Regions from separate parts of the Mus musculus genome. Here region 1 is linked to region 2. A link is a contact called in public HiCAR-type data. All regions are on one chromosome and are shown on one strand. Each heading gives the region's core, a stretch centred on a gene start, on an enhancer-like site or on the middle of the called end of the contact. The rest is flanking DNA. Distances are from core to core; before and after follow the strand shown.

The links. HiCAR-type assays count read pairs that join an accessible place to other places.
Region 1: a HiCAR-type map of fibro-adipogenic progenitors shows a contact between it and region 2, with 5 times the contacts expected there. The contact joins two enhancer-like sites. A contact is called at or near these places in 3 of 115 datasets of contacts at active chromatin or transcription factors (fibro-adipogenic progenitors, large pre-B cells and memory CD8 T cells).

Annotation. Positions count from the first base shown.
Region 1 is chr11:108,323,401-108,328,296 of GRCm38.p6, reverse strand. All of the region lies in intron 2 of Prkca (protein kinase C, alpha), which reads left to right. Among named protein-coding and RNA genes, the nearest start is that of Prkca, 18 kb to the left of the region's middle. Within about 2 kb of position 1,331, at least 3 of the 459 cell types and tissues checked have an H3K27ac peak or open chromatin away from gene starts, as enhancers often do. A contact at or near this core is called in fibro-adipogenic progenitors, where this site is marked.
Region 2 is chr11:108,062,301-108,066,702 of GRCm38.p6, reverse strand. All of the region lies in intron 3 of Prkca (protein kinase C, alpha), which reads left to right. Among named protein-coding and RNA genes, the nearest start is that of Gm51922, 48 kb to the left of the region's middle. Within about 2 kb of position 2,057, at least 27 of the 459 cell types and tissues checked have an H3K27ac peak or open chromatin away from gene starts, as enhancers often do. A contact at or near this core is called in fibro-adipogenic progenitors, where this site is marked.

The sequences.
Region 1 (4,896 bases), core at 82-2,581, 260 kb before region 2:
ACACACACACACACACACACACAGACACACACAGACACACACACACACAGACACCCACACACAGACACACACACACACACAGACACAGACACACACACACACAGACACACACACAGACACACACACAGACACACATACACACACACACACACACAATAAAACGTAATAAATGATTTAAAAGTCACTACCAAAAGATAGTTCTTTCTCATTGGTGAGTTCTCTGGGCATCCATTCTCTTGGGCATTCCGTATCACTCTAACAGTCTTTGAAACATGTTCAAGACCTAAAACTGAGGAAGGTAGGTTGTGTTGAAGATATTCTAAAGACAGTTTGAAACCATCACCGTGGATGAGGTGTGTATGAATATTGGTGAACTCTTTGACTGTCCTTTCACTCTCATTAATTCTCCATTGTCCCTCTGGGATGGCAGCCTCCTCCCGTGGCACACTTCCTTCCCAGTAGCCCAGCTCACGTCTCTGGAGGGAAATCCCTGGGTGGTTCTCGGTGAGAGGAGCCTTACATGGGTTTATTCCATGTGCTCTGGTTGTGTCAAGCACATCTTGTCTCAAAGTGGTCCAGCTGTGACTAGTTCTAACTGGAGCTCCTTCCTGTCAGCCTCTGCTTTAATTACATGGGTTATTAATTAATTAATTTTGGGGAACTGGGTCTCACATTGTTGTCTAGGTTGGCCTCGAAAGCATGTTCCTCCTGTGTCTAAACTTCAAAGTTCTGTAATTACAGGTGTGTGCCATCATTCCCAATTCTTTGTTTACTTTAGAAGAAATAGGATTCTTTTCCTAAACTAATTTACTTTTCCTCTCTCTCTCTTCCTCTCTCTCTCTCTCTTGCTCTCTCTCTCTCTCTCTCTCTCTCTCTCTCTCTCTCTCACACACACACACACACACACACACACACACACACACATACTTTATAAAGAAGGCAGGGAGTTTCTCCATCTCCCGTTACTTCCCCCAGTGTCAACACTGACACAGCCATCGTACCGTGATCAAAACCGGGAAATGAATGGTAGCACAGCTATGTTGCCGAGTTATAAACTTTCTTTGAATTTTTCTCAAAATTTCCACAAATATCTATTTTCTGTTCTAGGATTCCAATTCAAATCCCACATTTTTTTTCCTCTTAGAATCTCTCTTGGCCAATTTTCTCCCAGTCATGGAGGCCACAGGTTGCCATCAGTTGTATGGGTGAGGTACATCCGTGTAGGAGCCAGATGTTTTCTTTGATGGCGATTCAGATTTGTCCTTTGTCCCTAGCTCACTGTTGGCTGCACTAGAGTAATGTTACTCTGGGTGAGGTCAGCTTGTTGTCCATGTGGTTGCTGGGTGGATGTCTGTGAGTTTATACTGCTTGTCAGCGGCAGGAATCCTTTCTGTAAGCAAGGATTAATAGGAATGCAAACCACCGATCTAGAGATTGCCTGCACTTGCTGGCAGAAATGACCTAGGAATCCCTGGATCTCTGGCAATCCTGAAAGCCCCCATTTGCCTAGACGACCACTGACCGCCCCATAGGATTTTGTGCCATCAGGAAACCTGTACTGTGTATCATTGCGATGCAGTAGCCACAGATACCATCTGGCTAGTAAACCCTTGAAATGAGGAACTGAATTTTTTATTATTTAATTTTAATTCATTAAAATTTAAAGTTAAATGGCTACATGTGTATTGGAGTTTTCAGCTTTAGAGATTCCTTGGGGAGCAATGTTGGGTCATAATTTAAACCTTTGATGGAACAGTAGAACACAGATGAAGAAAGCCACACAAAACAAATGCACGGTTAAAAGACAGGATCTTAAGGTTGACATTCTGGCGACACCTGCCTAGGTTGAATAGGGGACTCAGGAAGAGCTGGTGAGGTTCCTCTGCCTCCTGGTTTGTGAGACTCCTCTGTATTTTCTGCAAGTTGCAACTTGATCCAGGCGTTCCGTTGCTCAGGCTCGGGTCAAGCCGGGTCATACAGTTTTAAAGATGCCTTTATAACGCCCTTGCCTGTTACTTATATCTGTATTATTAATGTGGAAAGAGCATCGACAGGACATTTTCCATCCCATGAAGCATACTCAACTGAGGTCAGTTCATAAAGTTAGAGTCATTTATGACAAGCCTGCCAGCACATAGCATGACACATGAAGTACCTACTGTGTGCTGTTTGAGGAAACACAAATGCTCAGGGTTCTTTCTAAATACGCGCACATACACGCATTTGATTTCTCTGCAAAATTTAGTGTGCCTGTGGGTAAGAGGTGTGTCTGTGTGTGGGTGTGTGTCTGTCTGTTAGGGTGGTGGAAAAATTCGAATCAAATTGTTATATAGCTATTTATTTGTCTAAACATCACCCACATGACTGTATGCACTGTCTTCTTTAACGTTCTTGTCTTTGCATTTCCAACACAAGATCAAAATTGGACTTTAGAGTTATTTTTGTGTTTGGAGACATCTGGAGGCAAAGGGAACGAACATGGGAGGGTAGAGTGTGGATTGCTCCTAGATTGGAGGCTCGGCAGCTTAAGCCCGCTGTGTACAGACCCTGTTGGCTTTTGGATTGGAGTGGGGGTTTCTAAGAGGCTCGTTGGGAGTTTAATGCAGGATTAGGTAAGTTTGAATGAGCTTCACGGAGCGCTAGAGTTTTGTTTTAGTTTGTTGTTGTTGATTTTAATATGAAGAACTGCCAATGTGTGTTAACCTGTTAAACAATGATCACTTTGCTACTTTGAGAAGTGAAGTCTCCACTGGGAGTGAAACAGCCTTGGCTTAGGTTCAGGTCTATTCTCTCACATTATTCACAAAAGGGGAACTCGGTCCCGGTTAGGACACAGATCTGGCTGCTCTTGCCTGCACCTGTGGCAGATCTCGCTCACTAGTCATTCCTGTTCCTCCCTCAACTTCAGATTCCCTCTCAATGCCATGTTTTAGGCACTGGCAGAGAGAGGCGACTCCCTGTCCTCCTTGGTATAGTCTTCCCACCATCCCTCCTGGCCGAGTCTCCTCTGAAGGCAGGAGAGATCCCCAGGTACTCTAGCTTACCTGCTTCTCCTCCATTTTTTCTCAATTCTTCATAGGAATGCAGAGTCTCTCTCACACACAAATCCATGGTATTAAAAAATTGTTTCCCTAAAAATATTATCACTCAGGCTAGGGAGAAATCACAGCTGGGAAGCGCTTTCTCTGTAAGTGTGAGGACACTGTTTTGAGTTAGAGCCTCATAATCTACATTTAAAAATAATAGACTCACTGTTACTGGTGTATTCTTATAATCCCAGCACTAGGGACACAGACACAGGCAAATGCCTAAGGCTGCAGGCCAACCTGTTTAGCCTATGCTACCAAGTTACAGGCCAGTGAGAGACTTTGTGTCAAAAAAAATACATGAATTCTGAGAAATGACACTCAAGGTTGTCCTCTGGCCACCACATGAACTTGTACATTAGTATATGTGAATCTACACTGAATACACACATATACACACACACAGATATACACAGGCATATACATATACACAGACACATGCAGACCATGCACACACACACACATATACACATGTAGACACACACACACATACACACAAACACATAGACATGTTATCACTGAAATTCTGAAAATTTCATTTTAACACACTGTTGCTGTTGTGTATTGGCCAGAATTGAATTGGTTTCAGGTGAAAATTCAAACTAACAAACAAAGTAACCAACTAACCAACCAACCACCCGCAGAAAAGCCAAACAAAGCATCACTCATTTCTGCACGTTATCTTTGTCTGCAAGCACCGTGTTAAATGTTAGATTTTTCTAACACGTGTTGAGTCCAAGCCAATGTTTATCACTCAGATTTATGTGAGTCCCTTACAACTGAAATGTGGCATTTGAGCTGTATACTGGCTAGTGGGTCTTACAGAACTTTGTCATTCTAGACCTCACTAAAACATATAGGCTGCAAATAATAAAAGAAATACCAGCAGTAGACTTTTCTGATTGGTTTTAAGGGGGACAGAAGAGAGGATAAAGCGATCGCGTCCTCATGGCAGGAACCCTGGTGATGGTGGATGGTGGGGAACATAGATTGCTTTTTCCCACAAATATGTGCAAGGACTGGGGTGTCGCTCATGGCAGATGTTTATTCAATCTGTGTAAAGCTCTGGGATCCATCCGTGTGTGTGTGTGTGTGTGTGTGTGTGTGTGTGTGTGTGTGTGTGTGTGTGTGTGTGTGTATGCGCGTGTGTGCATGACATTGGAAATAGCAGGTCTGGATGCCAGCATTCCTAAGACTGAGTGTGGGGAGGGGGAGAAGTCCTAAGGGGTAGGTAGTTGCGATTTATTGAAAGCCTGCTTACAATCCTTTGAGCTAGCTAAGAGAGCCCGAGGATTACTCTGAGTTTATAGGACGGCGTGCTTTTGCATGCACAAATCCTATTTGTGCAAATCTGACCTTTAAAAAACGATTTCTATTCCCTTTCCCCATCCCTCTCCTTTCTCCTATCCTAAAGCCAGTCTTTTGTGCAACACTTTTAGTCTTATGTGTGATGTCCTGCAACCATCTGGGGCTCGCTACCATCGGTCATCCATCCACATACCCACCAATGTTATGCATCAGGGATCACTCGGACTCTGGGGAATAATTATAGTACCTGTCATTTATTGAGAACCCCCTTGTATATAGCTCAGTGTTAAACACTTAACACTTTTTCCCCTAATTTAATTTTGCAATCATGTTGGGGTAGATCATTTCATGGATGTGCCTCAGAGAGATGAAATGTGCCCGAGTGTGCCTGTAGATGGCTAAGTGAGCAGAAGGTCTAGTCGTGCAAGCCTGACAACCCGAGTTCAAACACAAGTTCCCTACCATGGGAGGAGAGAAGCGGCTCCAGGAAGTTGCCCTCTGA
Region 2 (4,402 bases), core at 808-3,307:
AGAAATGGTATGTATATACACTATGCAAAATAGGAAGACATAAGCCATGCTATTCCTTTAAAATATGTTTTCTGTGTCTGTGGTGTATGTGCACATTCATGTGAGTGTCTGAGGAGACAGAAAGAAGGCATCAGATCCCCCTGGAACAGCAGGTTACAGGTCACTGTGAAATCCCTGACATGGGTGTGGAGCCTGAATGTAGATCCTCTGGGAGAGCAGCAAATGACCTTAACCTCTGAGCCTCTCTCCAGACCCATAACATAACTTATAGAGATGTAGACTATGCTGTCAAATACTCTTACATAGGTATAGGTAACTTCTTGGTAGGTTGCTCAAGGAACTGCAGGCAGAGTCCATTCGTTATCAGATACGATATCTGCCTCGGTTTCTCTAACATGCAGCCGACATCTCGTGAAGCAAATGGAACGGACCCAGTGCGAGCAGAGGGGCTTCACCGTCATTCGGGATACAGGGAAGGTGTATGAATCCATGTCCTCCCCTGCATCCTCTCAGATATTGTTCAAAGTGTCCTTTCCCTTTCATCCCTGAACCTGTCTGTCCCCACACTTCCCAGAGGCATGTCGCTTACAAATCTATCGAGAGAAAAGCCACGCTATTGTTCAGTAGAGGAATGGCCATATTTATGTTTCTGGTTTTGACATAAATGTCATTCTAGCCTTTGTTTGATTCTGTGACTTGCTCTTTTTGTCTGACAGTAGTCCTTGGCGCTCAGTCCATGCTCTTAGAGAAAGAGCTAGCTAATTTGCTCCAACTGTTACGTGGCCATCAGTACTATAAGTATATTACAATTTACTTGGTAGTTGCCTTGCTGGGGGAGAATTATGCGTACTTTAAAAGACTCCGTGGATTCAAGGTTAGCGACAGCATCTTGTTCACCTGGGCAAAGAATCTTTAGAATCCTGCTGATGAAGCTTGGTTTGATAAGTTAGCCCGGCTATAAAGACAGCTCGTGTTTGGGCCTAGAGAGGTGGCTCAGAGCACTTGCTAGCCTTGCAGAGGACCTGGGTTCAGTTCCCACCAGTTCCCAGTACCCACACAGTGGTTCACAACCATCAGTAATTCCAGTTCTGGGAAATCCAATGCCCTCCTCTGATGACCACAGGTACCAGGCTTGTGTGTGCTGTGATACATACATGCAGGCAAAATACTCATAAACATAAAATTAAACCTAAAAAGATTTGAAATTTTACTTTAAAGAAGATGATTGTTATTCATCAGAATAAAACATGGCTGCTTCACAGAAGCAAAATAAATTCCTGCCACCAGAAATGGGTTCTTTCTTAAATAGGCCATGTCTACAGCAATGCCAAACCTCGTCAAAAACAAAGTTTTGGTTTTGTTTCGTTTAGTTTTTGGGTTTTTTTTTTTTTTTTTTTTGGCAACAAAGTCTCATGTTTCCAAGGCTGGTATCAAATTTGCTATATAGCTGAAGTTAACTTCTGACCCCCTGGAGTGATGGGATTGTGTCCAGTTTTATATGATGGTAGACATGGAGCACAGGGCTTTAATGCAAACTAGGCAAGAACTTGACCCCTGAGCTTCTCCCCTAGCCAGCACTGAACATTCTAAAGCTCCCATGAAGAGAGATCTAGACTGATGTAGCCTCTGAGAAGGCTATGGGGCCAAACCCTTCTTATAGGTGAGACACAATTACAGTAATAGTCATGTTATAGAAAATCACTCTGGCTTTAGTTTTTGCTAATAAAACAACATTTTTAATATGTTTCTTTCTTTCTTCCTTTCTTCCTTTCTTCCTCTCTTCCTCTCTTCCTCTCTTCCTCTCTCTCTCTGTCTCTCTCTCTGTCTCTCTGTCTCTCTCTCTCTCTGTCTCTCTCTGTCTCTCTCTCTCTCTCTCTCTCTTTCTTTCTTTCTTTCTGTTTCATGGAGTTAAAAAAAGAAATTTCCTAAGAAATTTCAGATCACAATAATGATGCCAGCCTTATTACCCTTGGAGCAGAGTATTCAGTGTTGCCTGTGTAGTCAGCATGCGGGTGACATTTAGACCCAAGCCTGGCTTCCAAGTATGATTCATGAGAACACATCAGATGGTAAGAGCAGGGAATTTTCCTTGGTATTCAGAGGAAGCAGCTTGGAGGAGCCACACAAGGAAGTCGCGCCCCAGAGCTCCACTGGATTAAAAACAGCCCCAGGAACTCAGAAAGCCTGACCCTGAGGCTTTCAAGGATAGGCATTTAGGTCCTCTGAGAAACCTCCAGGGCATGTTGGAGGAATTCAGATATGGGTAGGAAATGCAGGATGGGAACACACACACACACACACACACACACACACACACACACCAGCCAAAGCTTGCCTTCCTTATTTATCAGATAAAAAGGGCTTGTGAAGCATCTGTTCACATGGACCCATTCTCATCTCCATCCTTAGCAGCTGCTGCCTCCTTCAGCTCAGGGATCATCCAAAGGCTAAATTCTGCCCATGGCTGGACCACTCGCCATCCTTAAAGATAGATTGCAAACTCACCTAGAACACATTGCCTTTAGTACGTACATAGAGTCCAGCCAGGAAGAATATAGGAAGTCCAAAGCTCCATCAGCATCAAAATCTATGCGGTGCAGATCTAAGGGCTTGTTTTTAACCAACTTCAGAAGAAGAAGAAGAAGAAGAAGAAGAAGAAGAAGAAGAAGAAGAAGAAGAAGAAGAAGAGGAGGAGGAGGAGGAGGAGGAGGAGGAGGAGGAGGAGGAGGAGGAGGAGGAGGAGGAGGAGGAGGAGGAGGAGGAGGAGGAGGAGGAAGAGGAGGAGGAAGAGGAGGAGGAGGAGGAGGAGGAGGAGGAGGAGGAGGAAGAGGAGGAGGAAAGAGGTCTTGGAAACATCTTGATAGGAATGTTGACACAGTTTTCCAGGGAAAGCTGGTCAAGCTATGATATTTAGAACTAAGAGATAAGATGCAGGCTAGCAGACGCTATGATAGAATTTGCATCCTCCCCTCCCCCTCTGATTGATTTTTTTGGAAATAATTCCAGATTTAGATTCACAAGTGAGATTTTATTTGTGCCTATGAGACAGCCTGTAGGCCAAGCCTCCATTTCCACCACGTACAGCAGGAGTTTCTGAGTGGAGCCTTTGAGCCTTTCTGTTAGAATGTAACAGGCCAGGACAGCATCTGCAGGACAGAGGGTTTTATACTCCCTTCAAACAGAGGCTGCCCAAAAGTTCAAGGAGCATTTACACATGCTTCGCTAAAGGGAAAGACCACTAACCTCGTTAGAGGGGATTACTCTAAGACAGACCCTTCTTTATGTACTAGGACCAAGCTTACCACACATGACCCATGGGGCAGTTTTCTCTAGAACCTTCAAGCAAAGTATGATAGAAGCTCAGTTCTGTGAGGATGTAGTTGCCGTGTGGAGCGTGGGTGTACCGTGACAGAGACAACTAATGCTAGAGATGGGCTGGGAGATTTGTGGACTCGGCTTTGCAATCCCAGAGAATCCTCCTCTGATTGTTTTGCCTTCTCACCCTGCTCCCTGGGGAGCTCAGAGATGCCGTTTATACTTCAACCTCAATAGCCTGTCTTGGTTCTATCGCAGTTGCTGATTTAGTGATGTTGGTTCAGAGATCTTTCCTTTGCTTCAGACTGCTTGGTTAGGGCGTGTGTGTGTGTGTGTGTGTGTGTGTGTGTGTGTATGTGTGTGTCCTCTGAAAGAAAACACTGTTCTTTCTTACTACCCCTGAATCAGCCGCAACAGGCAGAATTCTTGTGGCTGTGGCAGGTAGAAGCTATCACGGGCAAAGACCTAGGTGAAATACACTGGGTACTGCCACCAGGTAAAGGTGCCAGGGACTATGGGTGTAACAGAGAGGGAGCTCCAATGCTGTTTAGGACCCAAGGACCTGCAACACTTACACATAAACACACTTAGGCTTCAGCCCCCACTGAAGCTGGTGACTCTCCACCTGGAAGGCCCACAGCCTTTCAATCTCCCCATGACCCAGGCTGGCTGCACACCTGGCTGAGCCCTCAGTCAGCCAGATATTTGAAATGACTCTGTTAAGAACTGGCCACAGAGGTCACGACATGTGTGTTTACTTAGAGAGGAACTTTCCACTTCTACTTTTGGATAGATCTTTGGAGTCGCCCTCCTCAATCAACCCCTTCACGTGAGATCCGTCAGTTATGGGTCTCACGGACAGGTTCCTCTGTTGCTGTGCCTCTCGAGTCCATGCTATGTGCTCAGCAAACAAGACTGGATTCCCTCCCCAGCACACGGTCTATTCAATTCACATGTTGTACAATGCAAGCCCTTTGTTATAACCATGCATAGAAAATCTAGAGACCTGAGGATGCCGCAAGTCAGCTGGCGGCAGGGCGGCAGCATCTCCTCTCCACTAATGTGCTGTGGTTATGTAAGATGCTCT